2 separate regions of the Zea mays genome follow, and region 1 is linked to region 2. A link is a contact called in public Hi-C data. All regions are on one chromosome and are shown on one strand. The core of a region is the stretch at or near the end of the contact, and the rest is flanking DNA. Distances in the headings are between cores, read along the strand shown. Region 1 has its middle 10 kb from the start of LOC100283571. Region 2 holds the start of LOC100281341.

Region 1 (5,756 bases), core at 33-2,532, 330 kb before region 2:
TTCTTTGTGCTTGTTAGATACATTTCTTTAGAGACCATTCTATTTCAATTCCTTCAGAGACCATACAGAAAACAATGGATGTTGAAGATCTATGCGCTCTGTTACTTGTGTGTTCCATTTTCTATTTCATTTCCTTCAGAGACCATACAGTCAGATGATTAACTTCAGAGACCTTTCACTTCCAGAATCTGCTAATAACATAGCTGTTGTTCTTTACATATGTTATGTTGATGTGATGCCTGATGCGGTATGGCAAAGCTCAGGCCACAACAGAGGTTCCTTTGTGCCATCCTTGCTGTTGAGCTCACCGTGAGCAAGGGGTTATAGGATGAGTTTTATTTGTAGAGTTGATAATTGATGAATTGATAATAGATGATTTTCTTTCTTAGTTCGAAAATGGGCCATTTGCTTAACCATTGGTTGTATGTTGCTGCCTTTCGTCAGGCATTGTCATTTGGCTCCTATCAGCAGTATGTGTATAAGCTGGTTTCACTATTCTTGTACCATTAGGCAACTGTGGCAACGATCGTTATTGTACATTCTGTTTCATTTCCTTCAGAGCCCACACAGAAAATAATGGATGCTGACATCTTCTAGGTGAGTTATTTAAACCTTTTCTTGTGTCTTATATCGATGTTCTTAAATATGGGGTTGGATCAACAAGTAAACGCCTTCTGTGGCAATGCTCATTCTTCACAGCTTCAGTACATCGTACACGCAGTGCTGCAAACTAAAACGCTTAAACAGTAAACTAAGAAGCATCAATAAAAAAAATCAGATGCCATCTAAAACAGTAGTGCTACTTACTACATGTCGCGTCTGGTGTGCCATGATACGGCTGGATGCGACGGCTGCAGCCGGGCAACATGATACTGAGAGCTGGAATCGCATCGAAGAGTAGGTATGAAAACGATTTCGGATTTTTTTTTTCAGAATTCTGGTTGCCGTTTTCGATTTTTACGGTCACGAAACTTTTCAATACGAAAATTTTAAAAACAAACTCGGCACTGGAATTTTTTATTGGAAATTATACCGATTTTAATTAAAATTTACCGAATTTTATCCTCAGAGTTTTACAAAAAACTAACAGGCCCAAAGGCTGGTGGACCAGCTGGTTAACCCACCCACCCCTTCGCCTCCACCCGGCCTAAACACAAGGACATATATATAGCGTCTGTCTAGTCTCCCATCGTTCAAAAGGTGGGGCTAAACTAACACCAGATACAGCAAGTCAGCAAGGCACACACAATTTTGATTCTTGCCAGGGCCCATTACCTAGCCCACAAACGTTTGGAGAGGCTGGCGGGACGTGCTTCACTCACGCTTTTCACGCGGTACGTGAGAGGGACCAGCCACTCTCTCGCACACGCTATATATACACACACGAGTACTATATTTTTTTAAAAAAAAATCGTGACGATGGTTGTGTGCTTGATCCATTTCATACTTGCCTTGATCCTACAATGGTAGAAGCACTAGCTTGTTTGCATCAAAGATTGGATAGATGGAGAACGAAAATATTATATAGCATAAATTTATATCTGTTTACAATTTAATTAGTCATTACCCTTTTACTAATGCACTAATGGATCTATATATTCCGAGGTTGTAAGGCTAGAAGTGTTGATATCCCTATTATGTTTTGTGAAATGGATCAGGAAATGTAGACTTGTTATATGTGAACTTATTATATTGTGAATTGTAAGGTTGTTATATTTTGAATTATAAACTTGTGATCTTTGTCAACTTTGTTATATTAGACTTCTTATATTAAGATATTTTCATTTTGTATGTTTATCGATCGTATTTTACTTTTGTGTCTAGGTGCTAAATATGGTGCTCAATAGTCACTTTCTACAATTTGGTTTGTGATCGAAACAGTAGGTTATGGTTTAGTTTTTACAATCCCCCAACACCGTATTGTGAATATCACGGCTGGATGCGCAAATTATGTGTTGGCCGGCTCTAGATTTTATACTATAAAATTTAAGTATCGAATCAGATTGGGATCAAACCGTGTTCCTACTTATTTTTGAACTAAACTTAATTAAAAATTATAACTTATGAAGACACATTTGGATCATGATCCATTACCACTACTGGTTGCTACAAGTGGCTATCGAGGCTGTGCATGAACACTTTGGCCAAAAAGAACGCACTAGTCTTCAGTTCAATGCAGCAAAATAATTTGACTTGTTGGGCAGTGGCAGGGCATGTTCCTTTGCCTCGAGCGACGCCAAACCCGGTTTGGCACTTTGGCCAAAAAGAATGCACTATCGAGGTTGTACATGAACATTTCGCCCAAGAAGAACGCACTAGTCTTCAGTTCAACGCAGCAAAATAATTTGACTTGGTGTGTAGTGGCAGGGTAGGTTCCTTTGCCTCGAGTGACGCCGAACTCAGTTTGGCACTTTGGCCGAGAAGAACGCACTATCGAGATTGTGCATGAACACTTCGGCCAAGAAGAACGCACTAGTCTTCAGTTCAACGCAGCAAAATAATTTAACTTGGTGTGTAGTGGCAGGGTAGGTCCTTTGCCTCGAGTGACGCCAAACTCGGTTTGGCACTTTGGCCAAGAAGAACGCACTATCGAGATTGTGCATGAACACTTCGGCCAAGAAGAACGCACTATTGAGGTTGTGCATGAACATTTCGACCAAGAAGAATGCACTAGTCTTCAGTTCAACACAGCAAAATAATTTGACTTGGTGTGTAGTGGCAGGGTAGGTTCCTTTGCCTCGAGTGACGCCAAATTCGGTTTGGCACTTTGGCCGAGAAGAACGCACTATCGAGATTGTGCATGAACACTTCGGCCAAGAAGAACGCACTAGTCTTCAGTTCAACGCAGCAAAATAATTTAACTTGGTGTGTAGTGGTAGGGTAGGTCCTTTGCCTCGAGTGACGCCAAACTCGGTTTGACACTTTGGCCGAGAAGAACGCACTATCGGGATTTTGCATGAACACTTCGGCCAAGAAGAACACACTATCGAGATTGTGCGTGAACACTTCGGCTAAGAAGAACGCACTAGTCTTCAGTTTAACGCAGCAAAATAATTTGACTTGGTGTGTAGTGGCAGGGTAGGTTCCTTTGCCTCGAGTGATGCCAAACTCGGTTTGGCACTTTGGCCGAGAAGAACGAACTATCGAGATTGTGCATGAACACTTCGGCCAAGAAGAACGCACTAGTCTTTAGTTCAACGCAGCAAAATAATTTAACTTGGTGTGTAGTAGCAGGGTAGGTCCTTTGCCTCGAGTGACGCCAAACTCGGTTTGGCACTTTGGCCGAGAAGAACGCACTATCGAGATTTTGCATGAACACTTCGGCCAAGAAGAACGCACTATCGAGATTGTGCGTGAACACTTCGGCCAAGAAGAACACACTAGTCTTCAGTTCAACGTAGCAAAATAATTTGACTTGGTGTGTAGTGGCAGGGTATGTTCCTTTGCCTCGAGTGACGCCAAACTCGATTTGGCACTTTGGCTGAGAAGAACGCACTATCGAGATTGTGCATGAACACTTCGGCCAAGAACAACACACTAGTTTTTAGTTCAATGCAGCAAAATAATTTGACTTGGTGTGTAGTGGCAGGGTAGGTTCCTTTGCCTCGAGTGATGCCAAACTCGGTTTGGCACTTTGGCCGAGAAGAACACACTATCGAGATTGTGCATGAACACTTCAGCCAAGAAGAACGCACTATCGAGATTGTGCGTGAACACTTCGGCCAAGAAGAACGCACTATCGAGATTGTGCGTGAACACTTCGGCCAAGAAGAACGCACTAGTCTTTAGTTCAACATAACAAAATAATTTGACTTGGTGTGTAGTGGTGTCACACCCGGTTTTAGAAGGCAAACCGAATGCGAACCATGTACGTGCCAGGATCAGTTATTCACGTACACAGCAGTTACATAACATGGACATCATCACACAGTGCTCAGAATAGTATTAAAAGGGAAATAATAGTCGATTACATCATACGTCTGAGACGTCCATATAGTTCTTACAATAAATCAAAGTGCGGAAAAGAAACGTAGATAAACGCGGCCTTCACAGGCAGCCGACTGGGGGTTGCCGCTAACCCACGCCTAGAACTCGTCGTAGTCTTGGAACTCCTGGAAGTCTCCTTCCACAGCTTCATCTTCGCCTGAGCAGTGGTTGCAATGCTGACAACCTGGGGATGGGGGGTTTGGTGTGTAGAGCAAGGGTGAGTACACATCAACATACTCAGCAAGTATCCTGTTTGGCTGTAGTGGACTAGCTTTATGTGGGGATAAGTCAAGCAGTTGCTTTTAGTTGGTCAGATTATTATTACTAGTAGAGAAAGCCAAGTTTTAGCATTAACCCAAGTTATTAGCCCGATGTACCCTTTCCAAACGGAAAGAATACCACTTACCAGCACCATGGTCATAACCAGAACCATCGATCTCATAACCACCTGTACCATAATGTCTCTGATCAAGTACCACTAATCACTGGAGCTCCCTTGGCCGCTCATAACCGCGAGCACAGCTGATATATCAGTTTTCAAACACTCTGCAAAGGTTGTGCACTTACCCACAAGCCGTGATTCCCATTCTGCCCGGAGATCATGACTCTCCATTGATCACTACCAAGGTGACCCAGCAGGGCATCACTACATAGCCTTTACAAAGATTCCCCGGGACTGTAGCCGCCCGTTAGGTTTCCTAAATGTACCGCACTCCTCCCCAAGGGACAAATCAACCTTGGCAGAGCGAGCCGCATACACCGAGCCCCATTGACGGCACGACGGCGAAGCGAACTACACCCCGGATCCTCTAATTATTCAGCTAGGGGCATCTCATTCCACCCTCATGGTTGCACTGTTTTCCCGGGCGGTCATCCATAGAACAGGTCCTTACGGAGAGGCACTCGAGAAACCGCTCGAGCCCCCTTGATGACCACAAGTACAACATCACAATAAGAGAAGGGAAAACAGCGTATCATAGATAATCTCATCATGTTCATTGATTAGAGTTTGAGCAATAGCATAAAGCTAAACAATAATAATCCAACCCAGATAGGTAAACAAGGACATGGATAACAAAAGCTAGTCAATCCTTAGGCATAAATATGTAAAGCGGGAGGTGAATTAAATGATGAATAGGACAGAGATAGGTCAAGGGACACTTGCCTCCACCAACCGATTGCTGCTCAGGGGCTTCTCCTGCGGGTTCCTCGGGCTCTTCAACCGGATCGTTCTCTACGCGATTGCAAACATACATACATCCACATATTTAATACAAAAGAACAGTACACCATACAATGGAATGCAATAAGTAAACAGACGTTCCACGCGGGCTCGCGAGTACGGTTAAGAGAGAAAGAGGAAAAGACAGTCGAGAAACGATCACGTTACATGATTATAAATTAACCACTTGCTTAATGGAAGGAAATTTAATGTAGACTCTATGTTTAGCGTAAAGTAAAGTCATGTTTCATGTCTAATCGTTATTAGCAGGTGGAGATAAATAAAAAGGATGGTCGCGCGGCGAGACGCGCGACATAGCACTCTAAAACAAATTAAGAAGTTAACGACTCGTCGCGCGACCGAGCACGCAACGAGACACTTCGCCTTAGTTATGAGGAGACGTTAAGCGTCGCGCGACGAAACGCACGACGGCATACGTCGACTAAACTGAGTCCAAAGTGGAACGTCGCATGAATACACACGCGGCGTTACACCTTAAACAACCTGAAATTAAAAATGGATCGTCGCGCGACGAAGCGCACGACGC
Region 2 (6,572 bases), core at 672-3,171:
CAATCCGTAGACTTTGCCCTGTAATAACGCACTGCTGACGCTAATCTACCCCCCATTTCATTAATCCTATCAATAATCATGCTACTGCTACTGACACAATCAGAGTAGGGCGCTATGTACAGTGACCAAGACAAGGAACCTAGGATGGGGGCGGATTCATTAACAAGGAGGGGGGCCCTAATCCCCTGCCGGTCTGCACGGGCAATAATCTAGTCAGACCCCGAGGTCAGTAGAGGCGGAGGACGCGTCACGGTCCGTCACTAACCCCAAATCCCACAACAGGCCAAGATAATCAATCGAATCATCAAGCAATTAACCAACCAAACCATGGGATCGAGGCGGGTGGGCGGGCGCCCCGATCCACCGATCGATCGTCGTCCAGCCGTCCAGGGGAAGGCTTCAGTACTTCCAGAGGTCCGCGAGGTTCAGGACCGGGTCGTCGAACTCGGGCAGGAACTGGTGCGACGACGACGGGGTCACCGCCGACGAGATCTCCGCGTTGGGGTCGGCGCTCAGCCCGGTCTCGCGGGACGGGCTGACCTCCGACGCCGCCGTCTGCCCCGACACCACCTGCTGCTCCGCCTTGCAGTACCTCCGGATCGCCGGGGGAAGGACGTCGCCGGAGTTCATCGCCGGCAGAGAGAAGTACTGGCTCGAGTAGTAGGACGTCGGGGGCGGCGGCGGCTGGTACTGCATGTGCAGCAGCGCGTGCTCCTCCATCTTGACCGGGAGGTGGCTGTGGCTCGTGCCCGGCGCGCCGGAGGTGGACGCGGGGCCGTTGAAGTCGATCACCTCGTCGACGTCGGCGCCGATGAGGGCCGGCAGCTCGGCGGAGTCGAGGAGCTCGCTGAGGAAGCCCAGCGAGCCGACGCGCTCGAGCTCGCCCGCGCCGGCCGCCGCCATTATTGGCTCGGTCCTCGCCGCCAGCTCCTTGTTGAACACCTTGCACACGGCCCACTCGTCCTGCACGCAACAAACAAACAAACGAAGGCAGCAAGAAAAGAAGAGGATTTAGGCCACCGGCGGACGAAAAAGGGGGGGGGGGGGGGGGGGGGGGGGGGGGGGAGAAAAAGATTTCCAGGGCCGAACGAGCAATTAAACGAGGCGAGAACAGGGGGGGAGGGCCGGACCTTGGCGGAGCGCGGGAGCCGCTCGGGAAGCTTGCCCTCGAGGCGGAACTCGTGCATGACCCAGCCGGTCTTCTCCCCGCGCGGCGCGCGGCCGCGGTAGAAGACGAGCGTCTTCTTCATGCCCACGAGGACGCCGCGGCCCCTGAAGATCTCCTTGTCCTTGCCGGTGGCCTTCCAGTAGCCGGTCTCCGTGGCGCGGTTGGTCCGCGTGCCCGTCGGGTACTTGCGATCCTTGTGGCAGAAGAAGTACCACTCCTTCTCCCCCATCTTGGCCCTGCCTGGAGAAATCCAACGCAAAGTTCCGTCCTTTTTTTGGTTAGGGCATGGTTTCCAGCCGAGAAGTACTACTAGTAGAAGCACAAGGGGAAAAAAGGTGCAGGTTTAGAGCTATGAGGCGTCGATGCAGTAGCAGCAAGTACTAACCTGGCAGGTCCCATGGCTCGCACTTGTTGAGGTCGACCTCGCCGATGACACCGGAGACGAAGCGGTGGTTGAGGGCCTTATGGGCGAGGTAGTGCGAGATGATCTCCTCGTCGGTGGGGTGGAAGCGGAACCCCGGCGGCAGGTCCAGCTGCCCGGCACCCGCATCCTCCACCTCCGCCTGGTTTATCACCGACACCTCAGACATCTCCGCCGCACCGAAAACCAGCAGCTGGCCTCCTTTCCTCCTTCCACACCAAGCCTCCACGATCGGAAGCGGAAATGGCTGCTGCCTCAGGCAGGAAGATAGAGAGAGAGAGAGGGAAGGAGAGGCGTGTGTGAAAGGGATAGAAGGCAAGGGGCTTTGGACTGGAGGAGCGGAGGGCCTGGAGCGGCTTTATATAGGATTGGCGGCCGGTGTGACGGGCCGGGAGCGGAGAGCCGTGGGGAGGCGGCTTGTAGGCGACGGACCCCGTCCGGCGGGGGGCGCCGGGCAGGTTCACTTCTTACCGCCAGGACCAGGAGCTGTGAGTGACTGGCTCCGTAAGCAACTCCAAATTACCTGTCCTAATCCTGATGGCCTGCGGCGGAATATTCACTCGCCCGTTCACAGCTCACACGCGGCAACTATGCGGTCGAGATCTGAAAACCAGAGCTCTGCTTTAAAATATCATCGCAATCTTTAAATACTTCTCTCACCTTTGAAAACGAGTGGGGGAAGCAACTGGGCAGAAGATATTCTCTCTCTCATCCCAGCTCCTTTCCAGAAAATAGTGAGAAATCCAGATTACCATGGGTCCATTGCAGGCGCTACTACCCGTGCCAAATCGCGATCCGTGGCTGTGGTGCTCGCTTCCGTTCGTCCTCTCGTCGCCTCTTTTGGGACACTCTTTGTTCGTTGTCAGCTTGACGCGCGTAACGTCACCCAACGGACCGGTGTGCGGACGCAGCTATAGGTGTACATTTGGGCCGGGCCTGATGGGCCGGCCCGAAGCACGGAAAAAAAAGCACGGCCCAGGCACGGCACGGCCCGAAATAATTTAGTGCCGGGCCGGCACGGCCCGTTATATCGGGCCGGGTTTGGGCCGAGGTCACGGCCCATGGGCGGGCACGAGCACGGCCCGTTTAAGGCAGGCACGAAAAGGCCCATATAGAAGCACGAAAAGACCCATATATTTATTAAAACCACACTTTATTTCGCACTTTCATATACTTGATAAAGAACACAAAGCTAGAGATAATGCTAGTTAGATGTTTTTTTGTATCTTTGAATTAGATTGTGCGATGTAATTTTACTTTTGTTATGAACATTAGACAATAAACTGAACTTACGAACTTTGTATACAGCTGATTATACTCTTTTTCCTTCTAACAAAATGCGAGGTAGTCATTGCATAGCTGTGGTAACTTTAATACAAATATTAAGTTTGATTTTATACAAATTTATTTGTCTTATCTTTTATTTGGTTTATTATTTTTTTGAATTTAGGGCTCTAATATGAATTTTGGGCCAAAAACTGAATTTCGGGCCAAAAATTGAATTTCGGGCCCTAATGTGAATTTCGGGCTTTTATAATTTCGGGCCGCCCGAAATAAGCCCGACACGTTTAAGCAATTACGGGCCGGGCCGTGGGCCGAGGGCTAGGCCCATGGGCCGGCCCGGCACGGCCCGAAATTCAAACGGGCCGGGCCGGCCCGAAATTCAAACAATACGGGCCTTTTCGGGCTTGGGCCGGGCCGGGCCGGGCGGCCCGAATGTACACTTATAGACGCAGCCTCAGCAAAATCGCAGACAATTCAACGTGACCAGCCGTTTTCCTCTCTTCTAGGCCTAGTTTGAATACTTTGGTAATACATATGTATTAAAGTGGATTGTGATGTAATGTAAATCAATTTACACATGTAGATTGAGGTTAATATTAGAATACTCGAATAAAGTTTGAAAGGGTGCACGCTCGGCCGATTTTTTATAGCTTTTTTAAAAAAATGTTTATATTTAGATTTGTGTGTGTTTTAATTTCTATTTTGGACCCTGTGCTTCACGTATGATATCAAAGTAACATGTTTTGATATCATGAGCCAGTGTCCACATCGTAGATTTTGAGGTCATGCTCGTCGCTTCAACACTCTCTCCTATTTTTCTCTCTCACATACTTTCTCCATGCCGGTGTTTATGTCCTCGTGTACAGGCTGTTGGCACCCAACGCGTCCTTGCGCCTCTCGGCCATGGCTACGGCCACTCGCCTAGCTCCCCGCCAAGCCGAGCATCCGTACCAGCTCAACCGTGAAAAGGTTCATATATAGTTTTGGTAATTAGACTAACATCTACACCAAACACTGGATAAAGAATCGAACATGTCCATTGAGCGCATCACACTGTGCATCTTCTGAATAGCACAATGGTGTTCTATGTGCATCAACTATTCTACTCCGAACAGACCGATGCTATCACAAGGCTCGTCCAATGCCTATGGTTTAGGAATTGGTTTTACAGTGTCCTATATGTGGTGGTTCGCTATAAATGTATAGTGAGTACAAGACAATCGCCATGGCGTCCTCTATCACATGGGCCCCATTATCCTATCCGTCACATGATCCCCATTATCTGGTTTTAGTGCGACGAAGGAGCTCATTGCATGCGACATGACATAGTGTCACGTGGTTAGATAGAGAAGGTCAAGAGATATGTATCGGCCACGATAGACCGGGTTGCTAGTGTGAAGGCAAGTGATATACATTTACTTTTTGGCACTTACATCAAGTGTTTACAAACCTAGGATGCAAAACTCTTAACCGGTAGATAAAACACTTATAGGCATAACCGCATAAGTGTGTGTGGGTTCCATAATAAGCTCTAATTTATAGGAAAAAATATTTAGAGAAACCTATTTGGCAAATTCATTCTCTTTTTAGACATCTTGATTCTTTCAACCATCCTGTTGAAGAGCTCACAAAAAGTGATACTGAAGTTTTTTTGAAAGGGAGAGGCAAAAGACTTGCCGCTCCAATATATTAGAAGGAGTAGGACTAACAGGAAATTACAAGAAACCAAGACGACTTACAAGACTAGAAGCGAACTCCTGAACAAAATTACTAAGCGGACCTACTAAGCGTACCTACTAGCCAGCCAGGCCATGGAAACAACCAACTAACTCTTTGACCACTAGCGCGACCTGCTCCGTTGATTTAAGCTGACTGTGAAAGATTCTATTGTTCCTCTCTAACCAAATGCTCCACCAAAAATAAATGATAAGGCCATCAAAGGATCTTCTCGAAGGCTTGTTGCACCTACTTCTCAAATTTCTCCACCAGTCGTACAATGAATCAGAGCCATAGATCCCCTTAAAGGACGAAAGATTCGCCCAAGCCAAGATTCTGTCCCACACCTCCCTGCTGAAGGGGCAGTCCTTGCAGAGATGAACCGTCGTTTCAAAGGTCGAATTACAGAGACAACAAGAAGGATTGTGAGGTCATCCCCTTTTCTGAAGGTTCTCTGCTGTCAACACTCTATTGTGTAAAAGAGTCCAAGCGAAGAAGCGACACTTGGGTTCAGTTTTTGCTTTCCAAATGGAACAAATTTTCATTGTGCAGAAGTTTGTTGAGAACTGAATGTTATATGCGCTGCTTGCACTGTACTGGCCATCAGTCGTCCATCTCCAAGAGATGGAATCCTCCAAGTTATTAAGTTCGTGCATGCTACTGATAGCCTGCCATAGGGTTACAAAATCTTTTATTTCGTCTTCTCGTATGCATGGCAGACATAGCTGAATCCAGCTATTGGCTCTAAGAGCATGAAAAACTGAGATGTTCTTCTTCCTTGCTTTCTTGAACAGAATTGGCGCTATATTCTTAGGCGCCTGACCATGGATCCAACTAGATTTCCAAAAACTTGCTGTTCTCCCATTACCAACGTTGACTACCGTGGATGCATTGAAAAGTTCTTCATCTATTTTGTCGCATGGCGATTGCAAACCAATCCACGCCTTATCCCTGTTCTTCCAACGCATCCACAGCCATCTGATTCTTAAAGCCCTTGCGAAGCGTTCTAGGTTCAGAATGCCAAGTCCCCCCTTGTTCTTTGGCTGACATGTTGTAGACCAGTTGATCAAACAGTGTCCTCCGCTGCAAGCTTCAGGGTTGTTTCCTTTCCAAAGAAAGCCTCTTCTTATCTTATCAATTTTCTTTAGCAGCCATTTTTGAACTGGAAAAACCGTAAGATGATAAATCGGTTGGGCTGTTAATACAGATTTAACCAATGTTTCTCTGCCTGCTTTAGAGAGTAGTCTGCCTTTCCATCCGGCCAGTCTGTTGTTTATTTTTTCAGTAGCGGTTGCAAGGAGATCCTTTTAATCTTCCTAAAGTGGAGGGGAAGACCAAGATACTTTCCAGGTAAGATAGCATATTTACCCGGGAACACTTCGGCAAGATTTGACCAAAGCGACTGAGGATAGCGAATTGGAAAGATTTCTGTTTTATCAAAATTTATCTTCAGCCTGAACAACCTTCAAAGACTTCCAGAATCGTTTTGAGAACTTTGAGGTCCGACTTGTCTGCTCTCACAAACACCCCAGCATCATCTGCATATAGGGAACAACGAAGCTTTGCCCCTTTAGGCAGGACGCTTCCCAGTAGCCCAGCCTGAGCCGCCTTATCGATCATACGCTGGAGAGGGTCCATTGCTAAAATGAAAAGAAATGGAGAAAGGGGGTCCCCTTGTCGTACACCACGCCTGTGTTTAATTCTATTTGTCGGCTCTCCATTTATTATTATTTTGGAGGAAGATGAGCCCAGAATTAGAGCGATCCAGTCTCGCCACCTTTGGGAGAAACCAAGGGCCTTTAATACATCAAGGAGATAAGCCCAATTTATAGAGTCGAAGGCTTTCGAGATGTCAAGCTTGATGAAAAGCGCAGGCTGACCCCTCTTGTGCATCTTCATAATCACCCTTTGAACATATAAGAAGTTATCATGAATTGATCGCTTTTGGATGAAGGCATTTTGGGCAACCGATACAATTTCATT

The links. A called contact is a pair of places that touch in the nucleus more often than the background predicts.
Region 1: a Hi-C map of bundle sheath shows a contact between it and region 2, with 2.2 times the contacts expected there. The contact joins the enhancer-like site here to the promoter of LOC100281341 in region 2. A contact is called at or near these places in 3 of 25 Hi-C or Micro-C datasets (bundle sheath, ear and tassel).

Annotation. Positions count from the first base shown.
Region 1 is chr9:139,088,942-139,094,697 of Zm-B73-REFERENCE-NAM-5.0, reverse strand. No RefSeq gene overlaps it. Among protein-coding and RNA genes, the nearest start is that of LOC100283571, 10 kb to the left of the region's middle. Within about 2 kb of position 1,282, at least 17 of the 20 cell types and tissues checked have an H3K27ac peak or open chromatin away from gene starts, as enhancers often do. A contact at or near this core is called in bundle sheath, ear and tassel, where this site is marked.
Region 2 is chr9:138,755,876-138,762,447 of Zm-B73-REFERENCE-NAM-5.0, reverse strand. LOC100281341 reads right to left here and starts at 1,921. Exons shown (of 3, transcript NM_001154259.2): 1 at 1,554-1,921; 2 at 1,131-1,408; 3 at 1-963. The coding sequence starts at 1,758. The coding sequence ends at 400.